2 separate regions of the Triticum aestivum genome follow, and region 2 is linked to region 1. A link is a contact called in public Hi-C data. All regions are on one chromosome and are shown on one strand. Each heading gives the region's core, a stretch centred on a gene start, on an enhancer-like site or on the middle of the called end of the contact. The rest is flanking DNA. Distances are from core to core; before and after follow the strand shown. Region 1 holds the start of LOC123079422. Region 2 holds the start of LOC123079424 (protein translation factor SUI1 homolog).

Region 1 (7,281 bases), core at 1,409-3,908:
AGGGCCTTTAGTCCCGGTTCGTAACAGAACCGGGACTAAAGGGGAGGGGGCTTTAGTCCCGATCCTTTTGTCCCGGTTCCAGAACCAAGATTAAAGGCCCGTTTTCTACTAGTGTACTCACATGTACTTTCTGCTATTATAAATTGGGTGACAAGAGGATTACCATCCAAGGCACATCCAGAGGTGTGGTTCGGGTCGCCTGGTCGCCTGGACCAGGCTAATAACGCATTCAGATTTTAGCGTCCGGGCTAATGACGCGCTCCATTTTTCCAGGCTAGGCTACTATCGGATCTTCAGGATACCAATCAAACAAAGTACAGACAGCTCCTAGGCAAGCACCGTACCAGGTAGTTTTGCTCCAGGGCAGCAACCAAACAGGCTCGTACTCCCTCTTCTTGGGGCGCCTCCTCCTAGTCCACCGCCTATATATATATGTAGGGAAGCCTTGCTCTTGGGACACATCAAATCCAAGAGCCTCTCCCCCGCATAGCTCCACGCTTTCCCGGTCTAATTGGTCTAAGTGTTCAGCATCCTATTTAGAAGGGCTCTAATTTTGATCTAATTGATCTAAGAGAATTAGACTCCTAATCAGACGAGAAGCCTCGTTAGGCTTTCTCTAGTTTCCTCATAGTAGTTCTTCCTGAACGCCGAATCTCTACCGGACTACTACTTCGGAACGCGTGGATACCTCAGAGGGGTCATCTACTCCGATTCTTGTCTTGGAGAACATTCTCGCGGGTGGGAGGTGTAACCTAGCTGCGGGAATCGTTACACTTCACCGACTCTTCACTGCTTCCACTACTTTGCTAGTCGGTGAGTTTGATTGTTACCACAATTTTCATAGTGTTCCTGTGTGTGATCGTGTAGCATAAATTTTGGTGCGCAGCACATTTCCCTACAGACATTCACCCATTAGTTTTCCCATGTATTTTTAATGTTGAATTGAGTTTCGCTAAGGCAGAAATGAAGCATTGTGTCAAATTATTCTTCGGGGTTAAGGTGGTACTTCCTCCGTTCCCTTTATTAGCCCCTTTGTATTTTGTGTTAAATTTTGAGCATAGATTTAAATACTAAAATGTAATTTATATGCCACGGAAATTATATCATAAGATTAGTATTCGAAAGTAATTTGCAAGTGGTATACGATTATATTTTGCTAGTTAAATCTAAGGTCAAAACTTGACCCAAAATAATAAGGGACCAAATAAATTCAAAGAAAGAAAGTAGCTATGAATTACAAAGAGAAGTGTTTTTTTAAATCACTGTAACACATATAACGTTTGTAATACATATACTAAGGGACGGACGCCGTTCCTCCGCTCCCTAGTTAGGGTTTGGATTTGTAAGTCGTGGTGCGCCGTTGGGGTGGTGGGAGCGGTGTCCGGACGAATAAATCTGCCTCAACTCCACTCCCACACCGGCGGTGTCCTTCATGGCGGCGTCTCGGAGTTGGTGGCATCGTGTGTTCGTCGATCCTTCAGATCGGCGGCGTTAGGGTTCATGGATGGTGTCGGCGAGGCAGCGGCGGTAACTCCATCAGGTGTGTCTCTCCTTCTGCTCTGTCCCCGTTGCTGCGGCGTTGTCTCCTACGCCATGGTGGAGCAGGGAGGTTTTGTCATCCAGGAGTACGCGCAGATGCTTGTCTACACAAGTGACAGCTGGAAGATAGTGCATCTTGTGCTGGGTTTGTGGTTGGAGGCTGACAGTTCTGGTTTTCTCCTCCGACGTTGTAGTCGTGCGGGGGTGTCAGTTCTGGAGTTCGACGGCGTGTCCGGGGACACGTTGCCCCGATCTGATTCTTTCAACGACAATGGTTTTGTTTTAGGCAACTACTTTGGAGGTCCGTAAAGCTGCTGATCAGCGATGGAGCCGCGTCGAGCTCGGGTGAAGAGGTGATGTGTCTCCTTTTCCTTAATGGAGAGGGCCAGGCGCTGTTTTTTTTTGCATAGGATTATCCTATCTTTTCAGTCTGTAATGTCGATATTTACGTGGCTTGTAACTGAATCTTTATGTTATTAATGAGACAAGTATTACTACGCAAAAAAAAGTAGTTGTAAAGGTGCTTCTCTAAGAGGTTTGAACAAATATGCTCCGCTGAGGCTGAGGCCCAACAAAAAATCGAGCTCACAGTGGGCCGTTTGTAATGCATGAGGAAGAAGATTTTTCTCGAATACGCACGAGTGTGCATATCAGTCATGAGGAAGAAGATTTTGACACCTATAAGAATTTGGATGTATCAGCTCCAAAAGAAAAGAATTTGGATGTCATTTTTTTCTATAAGTGTGTATTCGTAAGGACTTGTGATATTTAATATATGACTTTAGCCCTTTATCCGCAAAAAGAAAGAAAAATCTCATGGCTTAATTTTTTCCTCAACTCCTCAAAACCTCTAAAAAAATCTTTATTTGCAATTAGACGTTTTGCAAGTGTGTTTACGGTTAAATTGACATCTTCCCCACACAACTAGAGTAATCAAGGAGTATCATTAAGTGCAAGCTTTTCCATTGGACGGTGAAACCACTCCGGGGCCCAGAGCCACACGGTACAACCAAAAACATTTGCGTACCAAACACCGCTGCTGCCTTCACCGTGCTGGCTGGCCATTTTTGACACGGAAGTGCGTTACCGGCACCACCAGGTTCCCCGCATATAAAAAAAGCTCCCAGATCAAATTCCCCCCGAACCGCACACCACCATGGCAGTCTCCAAGCTCGCCGCCGTGTCTCTGCTGCTGGTTTCGGCCTCGCTCGCGGCCGTGCTGCTCCTCCGCCCCTCCGGCGCAGACGATGGCGGCGCCCCGTGGGGCGCGGGCAGCGGAATCCTCACTTCCCTGCCGTTCAGTCCCACGGACGTCCTGCCCCTCCTGCCGCGGCGCGTGGCGATGGCGGCCCTCCGGGCGCTCCGCGGCGCGTCGGACATCTTCCCGGTGTTCGTGGGCGCGGCGACGGCCGGGCCGGCGCAGGCGGGCACCGCGCCCGTGGGCTGGAAGGGGGCCTGCTTCTACGAGAACGAGGCCTGGCTGTCCTTCCACAACGACTCCGGCTCCAAGTACGGCGGCGGCACGGTCCACCTCAAGGTACGGCACGGTGCTTCCCGCAAAGTCCGCCGCAGAGGACGGTCGCCGCGAACTGCTGAGAGCTTACTTCGGGATAGGCGTTTCCTCATTTTTTTAACTTCCGGATAGGTATTCTGTTTTATTTTCTGATGAATCAAGATCGGGAGACGGGTTTTCACTTCTTTTATTATCTTCCCATGTGATTGCGGATAGAAATGAAAATGCATCGTGGCTGCGGGAGGGACACGCGCGCCACTTAACTGCATCCTCAACTGCCGTGTCCAACTCACCGAGTTTATGACGATGACACGTCGCAATTTAGTACTACCACTCCACTTTTTTACGCAAACAAGACAGTACTAGCAGTGTGTATATCCTTGGAATATGCCAGAAATATGTGCAAACCATTTTTGATCCGCCTCGTGAACTATTCTCGCTGGCTTGGTATCTACGAAACTCTAAACCAAATGGAAATGGAGCAGAACAGCATCGCAAGCCTCGAACCGTCGTTGTTGTTACCTCGAGCAAGGCGCACGCAACGCAACACGACGGTCAACTCGATGCGGAAGCAACAAGCGAGGAGCCGCTACCAACAAGCAAACCTTGCAAACCTCACAAAATTTCCTCCTCCCTTTGTTTCAAGCCTCAACCCCGCATCTGAATTCCTTGGCGCGGCGGCGGCCGAACCCTAGCCCCCCGCCATGGGAGCCTCGAGGCTCAAGCTCCTCCTCCTCCCTCTCCTCGTCGCCGCCCTCCTGTTCGCCGCCTCGCGCGGCCCGCTCCCGCAGCTCCTGCTGCTCCGCGCCCCGGTGCTCCCCGGCGACCTCCTCCCGCTCTTGCCGTGGCCGGTGGCCCAGCCGCTGCTCCGCCGCCTCGCGCTGCGGAGCCCCGCCGACCTCCTGCCGGCCTTCGTCGGCGCCGCGCGCGTGCCCGGGGGCGACGGCGCGCGCGCCGCGGAATGGAAGGGGGCCTGCTTCTACGAGAACCGGGCGTGGATGGAGTTCCGCGACGCCAACGGGACCGACGGGGGCCTCGGGGGCGGCACGGTCCATCTCGAGGTGAACGCCGGTGCGAGACCCACCTCGCGTTGCTTATTATTATACTCGCTTTTGGGTACGGTCGGGTGGATGGTAGAACCACTTTCTCTCCTAGTGAGGTAATGGGGAACTCGTCAGGGTGTAATTTGTTATCCATAACTTCTGGAACGATCTTACACGATTTTGGTATTTCCAGTATCGCCATATCGAACACAGGGATTCCTAGTTTTGAGCAGTGGCCTGTAGGTTTGGTAAATGGGTTGATTTCATTATTGCCCAATTGTGGCAGTTGTTGCTTTTTTTAGTATACTTCTTAGTTGTGTCCCCTTGCGTGATCAAAACTTGGTTCCTGTTAGTTTATAATTGTGGGGAACATAACTAGTCCTTATCCGGATTGGGCTAAAAAAATAATTATAATCACGGCAAAGTACATGCACTGGTCTATCATGTTTTATGGCTGTTAGCATCCTGTCATCATTTAGATTGGAAGCTATAATTGCACTATAGGGAATTGCAATTCTCAGGAATGAGAACTCGAAGCAGTCATCAATGGGTTAGATTTTTAATCAGTAAGGTCCACATACATGCTTAAGGTTGATATTTGTTTTTCAAATAGATTCTTAATTTACATGCTGACAGCAACTGGGGTCCACTAGAAGAGCGGTTCAAACTTTTTATCCTGATTAACTGGCTCTCCCTTAACGACTTGTTCCAAAGGCTGATCCTAATGACACAGAGAGCAAACTATTTTCTAATCCTAACAACACCGAGAGCAAACTATTTTGCTACTTACTATTGAAAGGCAGTATGATATGTTCCAACCTATTGCTTGATTGTTAAATCCTATCCGTAGTACAATGCATACAAGAGCAAGGTATCATGTGTTCTCATCAATTTTATGCCGTAAGGATGGATGGGGGAAATCCGACTTGCATCTTGAGACTTATATTGGGTATTCATGCAATCCATGTTTGTTCTAACTTTCAGTAGCCAGAATTATCTTCCATGTGATGTTTGTTGTCTTGTTTTTATTAGATTAAAGGCAGTATTCATTTGTTTTTAAAGTTCGTGGTTTGCACAATTAAAGCCTATTGCTCAACTTTTTTTTTATGATTTTAGATTAGAAAGCTAAATACTACCCTGACTACAAGTTAAAATAGTATTTCTCTTTTCCCTCCTTTATACAAACATCTTCCCTGTCTTACTACCCATTTTGAAACTAACCTTTCCTTTCTGTAGACAACGAAAGCACATAGCTGGACTTGCATGGATCTTTATGTGTTTGCAACTCCGTACCGTGTTACATGGGATTACTACTTTCTAGGCCGTGAGCATACCCTTGAAATCAAAGAATGGGAAAGCAAGGCCGAATATGACTATGTAAGTACTATGTAGTAACTGATGCTTGTTCTGTTTACAACTGACATTTAACATTGTTGATACAATTGCGCTGTTTTGTTATCTTAAAATAGGTGAAACATAATGGAGTGTCCATCTTCCTCATGCCGTCAGGAACAATCGGGACACTCAGAGCACTCTGGGATGTTTTCCCTCTTTTCACTAATACCGGATGGGGTGAGAATGCAAACCTTGCATTTCTCAAAAAGCATATGGGTGCGACCTTTGAGGAACGGCCAAAACCGTGGGTTTCAGAATTAAATCCTGATGACATCCAATCTGGAGATTTTTTGGTTTTGTCGAAAATCCGTGGACGCTGGGGTGGTTTTGAAACCCTTGAGAAGTGGGTTACCGGAGCTTATGCAGGCCATACTGCAGTTTGCCTGAGGGACTCCGAAGGAAAGCTGTGGGTTGGAGAATCTGGTCATGAAAATGAGGAGGTACCTGTACAAGATCATTACTGTATCAGAACTGAAAAAATAGTAAAGATCCAACATTTTAAGTATTACCCTATGTGATAGGCATGATAAAATGACACTTGTAGATACTAGCTGTTTGTTATTTCGATTAACTAGTTACAGCAGTCTTACTGTAAGATCCCATAGTTTGATCTAAATGAGTTAACTCCTTTCCTTTTTGCCTAGAAGGATGAGAAGTATAGAACTGCTATATGCTTGCAAATTATAGTTATTTATTGAATAATTTGACAATATAGATAGTGAATTTGCACTGCATGGTATATCTGTGTCAGTTATTTCAGCCATATTAAGAGGGGCAAACTTTAAAAGCATTCTGTAGAATGTGCATATTTCACCAGAAAATAATGTTCTCGTTGCTGTTACTGGCTATAGGTATAGTTATATCTGCAAACTGTCTTCAATCTTTGTTTTTTACCTGTAATGTGAAGTTTGTACGGAAGACAAATAAGGGAAATGTTACTACCAAGTGCTAATCATATTTAGATGTTGTTCTGCTTGAATTACAAATTATTACTGTGGGGGCCAAATTATTTGCAGGGTATTTCTTGACACATGCGTTATATCAGTTTCAGTCTTGCAAATTAAGCTAACAAACAGAGTTGTGCAGGGAGAAGATATTATTGCTGTCTTGCCATGGGAAGAATGGTGGGAGTTTGAAACGACAAAGGATGATTCAAATCCTCAGATTGCATTGCTTCCATTACGTCAAGATTTACGAGCAAAATTTAATGAGACAGCAGCTTGGATTTATGCGGAAAAAATGAATGGGAAGCCTTATGGGTATCATAATATGATTTTCAGTTGGATCGATACTATAAGTAACAACTATCCACCACCATTGGATGCTCACGTGGTATGATTTATGTATACGTTTTCCAAGAGCATTTTGCTAATGTTTATTTTATTAGTTCATATGTGTATCATCGGCTTATGTTTTCAGAGGTTCATAGCTTAAATGGTGCATACGATTTATGACACAGATTAAAACATAAATATTTAACCTTATAGCACAATTCTTAGACAAAATGTTTTCATATTTATAAATTGTACTATCAGATATTATCGCAGTTTAAGCATTACCGATGAGAGTGGACTATGCACTTTCACAGGATTTATTTCCTAATGTAGTAACCTAAATCTAATGATTGACTTAGGTTGCATCTGTTATGACTGTGTGGAACAAGCTTCAACCAGACTACGCGGCTAGCATGTGGACAGAAGCCCTTAACAAGCGGCTGGGAACTAAGGTTTGTTTTAATTTGTCATTGACTTCCAATAGCTGTGCTCTGTTTTTGTTACAGTTCGTTCCTGG
Region 2 (7,281 bases), core at 2,973-5,472, 290 kb before region 1:
TTTTCAACAACTTTTCTCTCAGGTCAAAGTTATCATGGTGTTCGTACGTAAGTTATCAGCTGTGTGGTGCATAGATTATCATGCTATGTACATAGAAATTGTCATAGTATGTTTCATCAATATTTCTCTGTAGTAAAAAAATTATCACAGTGTTTTCAGCTCTTTTTCGTGCCAACACTCTTGAAAATAGAAAAAGTGTTGTATGTAACATTCATATATTATACACAACGAACGCCTAGGTTAGGTGGTTAGTCCGTCCATTTAAACAGCCTAGTAAATATTTTTTGACATGTAAAACAGCCTAGTAAGGGGGTGTTTGGTTCAGGGACTTTTTACCCAGAGACTAGAAAAAGTCCCTAAAAAGTCCCTAGGAACCAAACAGGAGGAACTTTTTCTACAGGGACTAGAAAAAGACTCTACTAGAGAGTCTTTTTTGATTAGTCCCTGGGACTAGAAAAAGTCCTAGGACTTTTGAACCAAACACCCCCTAAATAAATTGCAAAGCTGAGAGGTCGATTCTTAATCTGCACATAGTCTTTTCCTAAAAAAGAAGAACATGCTTATAACATGCAGAATTAAGATACCCATCAATCACGCTAGTTAAGGATTTGGAGATATTTTTGGATGACGAATTAAGACGCACATCAATCACGCTTATTAAGGAAGGGGTCAGAGAAAAATTCGCTTGGGCAGTTAGATTATCCACAGTGGGAGTAAGACTAACCACAATGGGTAATAACATAGAGTAGTAACATGCCTCTATAGTGGGGAGTAACATATGTGTGATAACATGCAACACTTCATTTATTAGACTATAGACTCATCTTGCCTTGATATGTGTGATGTTACTCATAATAGTAGTAACTAGCTATGTTACCACATGCCTCTCTTTCTTCATTTATTACTTGCCATATCATCTATTCTAACATAGGTAGTAACATCACACATATCTAGATAAAATAGATGATGTGGCAAGTAATAAATGAAGAAAGAGGGGAAAGTGGTAACATGACTAGTTACTAGTAGTATGAGTACCATCGCACAAATCAAAGCAAGATGAGTCTATAGACTAATAAATGAAGTGTTGCATGTTACTACACATATGTTACTCCCCACTATAGAGGTAGTAACATAGACTAGTAACATATGCATGTTACTAGTCTATGTTCATGTTACTAGTCTATGTTACTACCCATTGTGGCTAGTCTTAAAAAACCACAGGAGTTGCGGGAGGGTATTTTCGCATGGTAAATTAAGACGCACGTCAATCGCGGTAATTAAGGAGTCGGAGAAGAATTTGCTGGAGCAGTTAAACCACGAGGGGAGTTATGGGAGGGGATCGAGGGACGCGCCAGTTGCGGGAGGGAATCAAGGGCATGCGAGCCGCACGATCCTCATCCGACGCTAGATAGGTCATTCGGATCTGTTCCCAAGATCCGAACGTTCGGAAAATACAATTGTCGATTAAAGAAATGAGGCAATCCAATGGTCTGGACGACCTGTTGTGTTTGAATCGTGCAAAAATCCATCGTGTGCATAACACTACCTCCACTTATATAGTAAGGCAAGCTATAAAGCTGGCTATAAGATCAATACCTTTTTAAGCATCTCTCTCTATTTCTTTGCATTTATTGTATATACCTAGAAGTTAGCATATAGCTAGGCTCTTGCATGAGAGCACACTCTTCTTATTTTTTCATGTCTCTCTCCGCCACATAGGCGAAAATGTCATGTAATCAAGTGGACCATTAACCCATTATTGCTCTAGTGTGCATTTGTGTCCACGTTGTATCAACACGAATCTCCATGTAAAATTAAATGACATAAATGTAGATGAGACTTTGTTATTCTCATTTAGACGCGAATTAGAAAATTTGTATTATTTTTATATCCTTAATTAGGGTTTCTCTATGGCGAAAGTGTTGTTCTAATCCTGAGCTCAAGTGAACTTGGCTGGACAATAAAATAAAATAAATAAATAAATAATAAATTGACTTTTTTATGTCAAACATTGAAAAATGTTTTGATAGCTTGTAAAATTTTCATCATGAAAGGACGTTCGTGGAAGAGGTGGCAAAAAACAAAATCGATGCTCCAAAATGCGTTTGAAAACAACATTTTGAGTATTGATTTTTTTTCATGTTTTCCATGAATATCATATGGTGATGAAATTTTGCAAGTTATCAGAATATTTGTCAATATTTCATACAAAAAAAATGATTGTACTGAGCTCACATGAGCTCGGGACCAGAATAGCCGCGTCCTTCTCTAGGGCTCATTTAGATGAGAAATAGTTGTTGCACTTTTAAGTGACGTCACACAATCTCCTTGCTTTTTCTGTTTGGTGGTCTCGTATGTTTCTTTTGTGTCGTCATCCATGCGGCGTTGCAGGTCTTTTTTTCGTGCTTGTACTTACTGCGTCTGTTCTATCTCACAGGATGTGTGCCTTATTTGTCAACCCAAAACTAAGGAAAGCACATGAAACCCCAATACAAGTTTTTTTCCGCTTGTCTTTTTGTTGTTGCTGGTCCGCATTTTTTGTTGATTATGAAAGTTTTGTTGAAACTTAAAAAAATGTTAATGGATTTCTAAAAATATGTTCGTGAATTTGAAAAATGTTCATGAATTTAAAAAATATTCAATTTTTTTTAAATTTCATGAGTTTAACTTTTTCACAATTTTCTAAAAAAGGTGTTGTCACCAGAGGCATTTTTTCCCACCAAAACATATGCACTTTGCAAAGGGATTTTTTATATCGAACGGGTACCTCTAATTTATGATCAGGAAAGGTTGACGCCTAAGAATCGGGCCCAACAAAACGAACAGGACACGATTACAACTCCATCAATCTGCTGCTAATGGGCCTGAATCGACGACAAGGCTAAATTTAGCGTAGAACCGCGTTTAATCGTCGGTCCACCTAATTTATACGGGGCGTGCTCCTTTATAACCGACGGTGGTGGAACCGGGGCGGAAGGAGAGAGAGGAGGGGACATATATTTTCCCCGCCATGTAAGCAAGTGGGCTATAAACCCATTATTGTACTCGCTCTAATGTGCATTTGTGTCCATGTTGTATCAGCACGAATCCCCCATGTAAAGTTAAATGGCATAAATATAGATGATACTTTGTTAATCCTCATTTAGATGAGAACTAGAAAATTCATATTCTTTTTATATCCTTACTTAGGGTTTCTCTAGGGCGAAAGTGTTGTTCTAATCCCGAGCTCAAGTGAGCTCGGTTGAACAGTAAAATAAGAAATAATCTGATTTTTTGTGTCAAACATTGACAAATGTTTTGATAGCTTGTAAAATTTCATCATGAAAGGAAGTTCGTGGAAGAGGTGGCAAAAAAATCGATGCTCCAACAAAATTGATGCTCCAAAATGCTTTGAAAACAACATTTTGGAGTATTGATTTTTTTCATTTTTTCCACGAATATCATATGGTGATGAAATTTTGCAAGTTATCAAAATATTTGTCAATATTTCATACAAAAAAAATTTGATTATACTGTTCACCTAAGCGCACATGAAGTCGGGATCAGAATAGTGCGTCCTTCTCTAGGGCTCATTTAGATGAAAAATAGCTATTGCATTTTTAAGTGACGTCACACCATCTCCTTGCCTTTTCTATTTGGTGGTTCCCTTACATTTCTTTTGTGTCGTTGTCTCTGTAGTGTTGCAGGTGTTTTTTTTTCGTGCTTGTACTTATTGCGCCTGTTTTTATCTCATGGGACGTGTGCCTTATTTGTCAACCCAAAACTAAGAAAATCACATGAAACCCCAACACAAGTATTTTTTCGCTTGTCTCTTTGTTGTTGTTGGTCCGCATTTTTTTGTTGATTTTGAAAATTTTGGTGAAACTAAAAAAATGTTAATGGATTTCTAAAAAGATGTTCCTGAATTTGAAAAATGTTCACGAATTAAAAAATATTCAATTTTTTTATAAACGTCACGAGTTTAATTTTTTTCACAACTTTCTAAGAAAAGGTGTTGTCACTAGAGGCATTTTCCCACCAAAACATATGCACTTTGCAAAGGGATTTTTCATCTCGAACGGGCACCTCTAATTTGTTTTCTTTTATGGGGGGTACTCTAATTTGTGATTAGGGAAGGTTGACGCCTAAGAATCGGGCCCAACAAAACTAACAGGACAAAGATTACAACACCACCATCTGCTAATGGGCCTGAACCGACGCCAAGGCTAAATTTAGCGTAGAACCGACGGACGGAATATCCTGTCTCCACGTTTAATCGTCGGTCCGCCTAATTTATACGCGCCGTGCTCCTTTATAACCGACGGTGGTGGAACCGGGGCGGAAGGAGAGAGAGAGGAGGAGACAGATATTTCCCCCGAGGTCAAGTCGTCTCGTCCCGTGTTGCCTTTCTCCTCCTCCCCGCATTCGCCGTCTGCGGTTCGCACCACCGGACAAGGTGATTTTCCCCTCCTCGCCCTCCCCCCCATCGGCCGATTCTACGTTTCCCTGCTCCCCCGCGGCTCGATTTCTAGCGGTGGACTCCGTCTCGCGATCGGTTGTGGTTGCGCCGTCCAATCGATCGCCCGCTCCTAGATCTCGATAGGGCTGTTGGGTTGGTTTTTCGGTGTGCCGATTTTTGGCCCCAATCGGTTTGTTTTGTGCGGTGGATGATGAGTTTAGGTGGTTTCCGTACCTGATTGGCTGATTTTCTGCTAATTCGGGTGTCTGATATTGGGGATTCGCTTAGGCGTGCGGCCGCGATTTGAACCGATCTGTCCGCGCGAACAGTTTAGATGAGTACCTTGTTCTTTTGTTGTCGATCTATGCGATTGTGGCTTGGTTCATCTATTTCCTGATGAATAGAACGAGAAATATTAGGACATGCTGTTTGTGATTTAGCAAATTTGTGGGCTGATTTTAGGTTCTCCCTTGTAGTTAATAAGGAGGTCTTCTACTTTCTATGTGGATTTTGGAAGTGACCAAGGATGGGGCTTATGCTTGCGTTTTGCACACCGTCCCTCGTTTTTTATGCTGAATGTCCTGTGCACTTAATTCGATGTTGTACTGCTGAGTACCCTCTGTATTGCGTGACTATATCTGCCTTATATTCCATGATGATCTAGTACTACAACTCTGAATTTCTTAAATTTCATCAGCTATTATGATAATAACTTAATAGAGATCTTCTTATAAGAAGAAACTCAGATGCAACTTCTGTTAGCACCAAGTACTATCCTACTATCTAGGAACTATTGCATATCAGTGGCTCAGTTCTAGCTTATCTTCTTCCCAGAATGAATGTTGTAATTCAGAATTAACGTATTGCTGGATGGTTTGTGATCGTTTGGGATGTTTTGCAGCTCACACATCAAGACAATAAATAGAGCCTTGTCTGTTTGGGGCCAATCAAACCAAACAACAAGTTCATGTCTGATCTCGACGTCCAGGTTCCAACTGCTTTTGGTATGCACTCATTTCATTATCTCTTCATTAGGGAATCACACCTGCCAATCTAGATCAATTTGAGTCCTTAACCTGTAGATTTTGTTTATTTACGTTCTCTCTCCCGCTGAATTAACCTAATAGACTGCTCTCAATATCTAATCTCATTAACCAACAGCATGCCATTATCTAGTTGATTATAAGTTGTTGTATACCAACATATATGTATCATGCTGGACAAGAGCTTTTGCTAACCTTCCCTAGAGGTGGCACAGGTACATAGCTTAGCTGCATTAATGAAGATGCACAGTCACAGATCACTGTATTACAGAAACATGGATCATTTGTTTTGCCTATAAATAACCTATATAGATTGTCTTTTCTTACGTTCTCTCTTACCCTAAATTACCTAATAGACTGTTCTCAATATCTAATTCTATTAACTAACAGAATACCACATCTAGTTGATCATGAGTTAGTAGTAGTTGTTGTATACCAACATACATTTATCATGCTGGACAAGAGCTTTTCCTAACCTTCTCTAGAGGTGGCGCTGATGCATATCTTATCTGTATTAATGAAGATGTGTGTCCACAGATGACTATGCCACAGAAACATGCATCTTTTTGGTTTGCGTACAGTACACTGATTTGTGTATCCTCTGGTTGCCTTGCCTAAGTATATCCTCTACCCAGAAGTTGACTTGGCATCTTCTTTGTAGATCCGTTTGCTGAGGCAAATGCTGAGGACTCCGGCGCTGGTGCTGGATCAAAGAACTATGTGCATGTGCGTGTCCAGCAGCGCAACGGAAGAAAGAGTCTGACAACTGTTCAGGGTCTGAAGAAAGACTACAGCTACAACAAGATTCTCAAGGATCTCAAAAAGGAATTCTGCTGTAATGGTACTGTAGTCCAGGATCCAGAACTAGGCCAGGTACAGCGAGGTTCTCTTTTTTTGTTGGTAGCAAAATTCTCTCATCTAAGTGTGTATATGCTGATGAGTTATCTTCTATATTTTCAGGTCATCCAACTCCAAGGTGATCAGCGTAAAAATGTTGCTACTTTTCTAGTTCAGGTAATTTACAATGCCATTTTATATTGTCATGCATATTGACTGTTGCGTCGTTCATCTTCTTAATTTGACAATTCCTGTTTGGTTAGGCTGGACTTGCAAAGAAAGAGAGCATCAAGATTCACGGATTTTAGGCAACACACAAATGCTCGTGTGCTGTCACCGAAGCCTGGAAGTTGTCGTATACTTGGTATTGTCACATCTAAGACATTTGAATTGCTAGTACTCGTGTGAGGCATCTGTGTTTGATGCACTTTTACATCCAAGACATTTGAATTTGCATCGGTGTGTTGATGCAAGTTGTCCTTCAACATGGTTTGTATGCGCCACCAGTATGGCAGTATGGTTTATCCAGGTTATTGTGCACTAAATAAATGTACTTCAGGCTTATCTTCTCATGGTTGTGTGCATTGTGTGCTCTGTTCGTTTTTTTTTTGTTTGTTTTCTCGAATTTGTTTATTTTCTCATGGTTGTGCTCAGTCGTTGCCTTGGCCAGGGGCACTCCCTCCTTTTTGTTTTTGAGGGGTTCCTTTTTTTCTTTTCTTGACATGACACATTGGTGGAGATAGTTTCTTAGGGCCATCTAGTTTTAAGCTTGGCAATGTTTATCAGGAAATCATTGGGATCACCTGACGGAGCACGACACGTGCGTCCATCATCTCTGTGGCCGTTGGATCAGATTTTAATGAGATGGCAAGAAGCAACGTATTACCTAATTTTTGCAACTGAGTGGCTGTTTTGATTTCTCCCACCGCAACAACTGTGTGTTGCGGCAACTGTGTGTTGAGG

What was found. A called contact is a pair of places that touch in the nucleus more often than the background predicts.
Region 2: a contact with region 1 is called in a Hi-C map of leaf, with 3 times the contacts expected there. The contact joins the promoter of LOC123079424 here to the promoter of LOC123079422 in region 1. A contact is called at or near these places in 2 of 5 Hi-C or Micro-C datasets (both in leaf).

Annotation. Positions count from the first base shown.
Region 1 is chr3D:434,377,551-434,384,831 of IWGSC CS RefSeq v2.1, reverse strand. It overlaps LOC123079422, which reads left to right and starts at 2,658. Exons shown (of 7, transcript XM_044502192.1): 1 at 2,658-3,076; 2 at 5,332-5,472; 3 at 5,565-5,930; 4 at 6,577-6,822; 5 at 7,124-7,216. The coding sequence starts at 2,696.
Region 2 is chr3D:434,667,064-434,674,344 of IWGSC CS RefSeq v2.1, reverse strand. LOC123079424 (protein translation factor SUI1 homolog) reads left to right here and starts at 4,222. Exons shown (of 5, transcript XM_044502195.1): 1 at 4,222-4,435; 2 at 5,340-5,442; 3 at 6,143-6,354; 4 at 6,442-6,495; 5 at 6,582-6,890. The coding sequence starts at 5,406. The coding sequence ends at 6,626.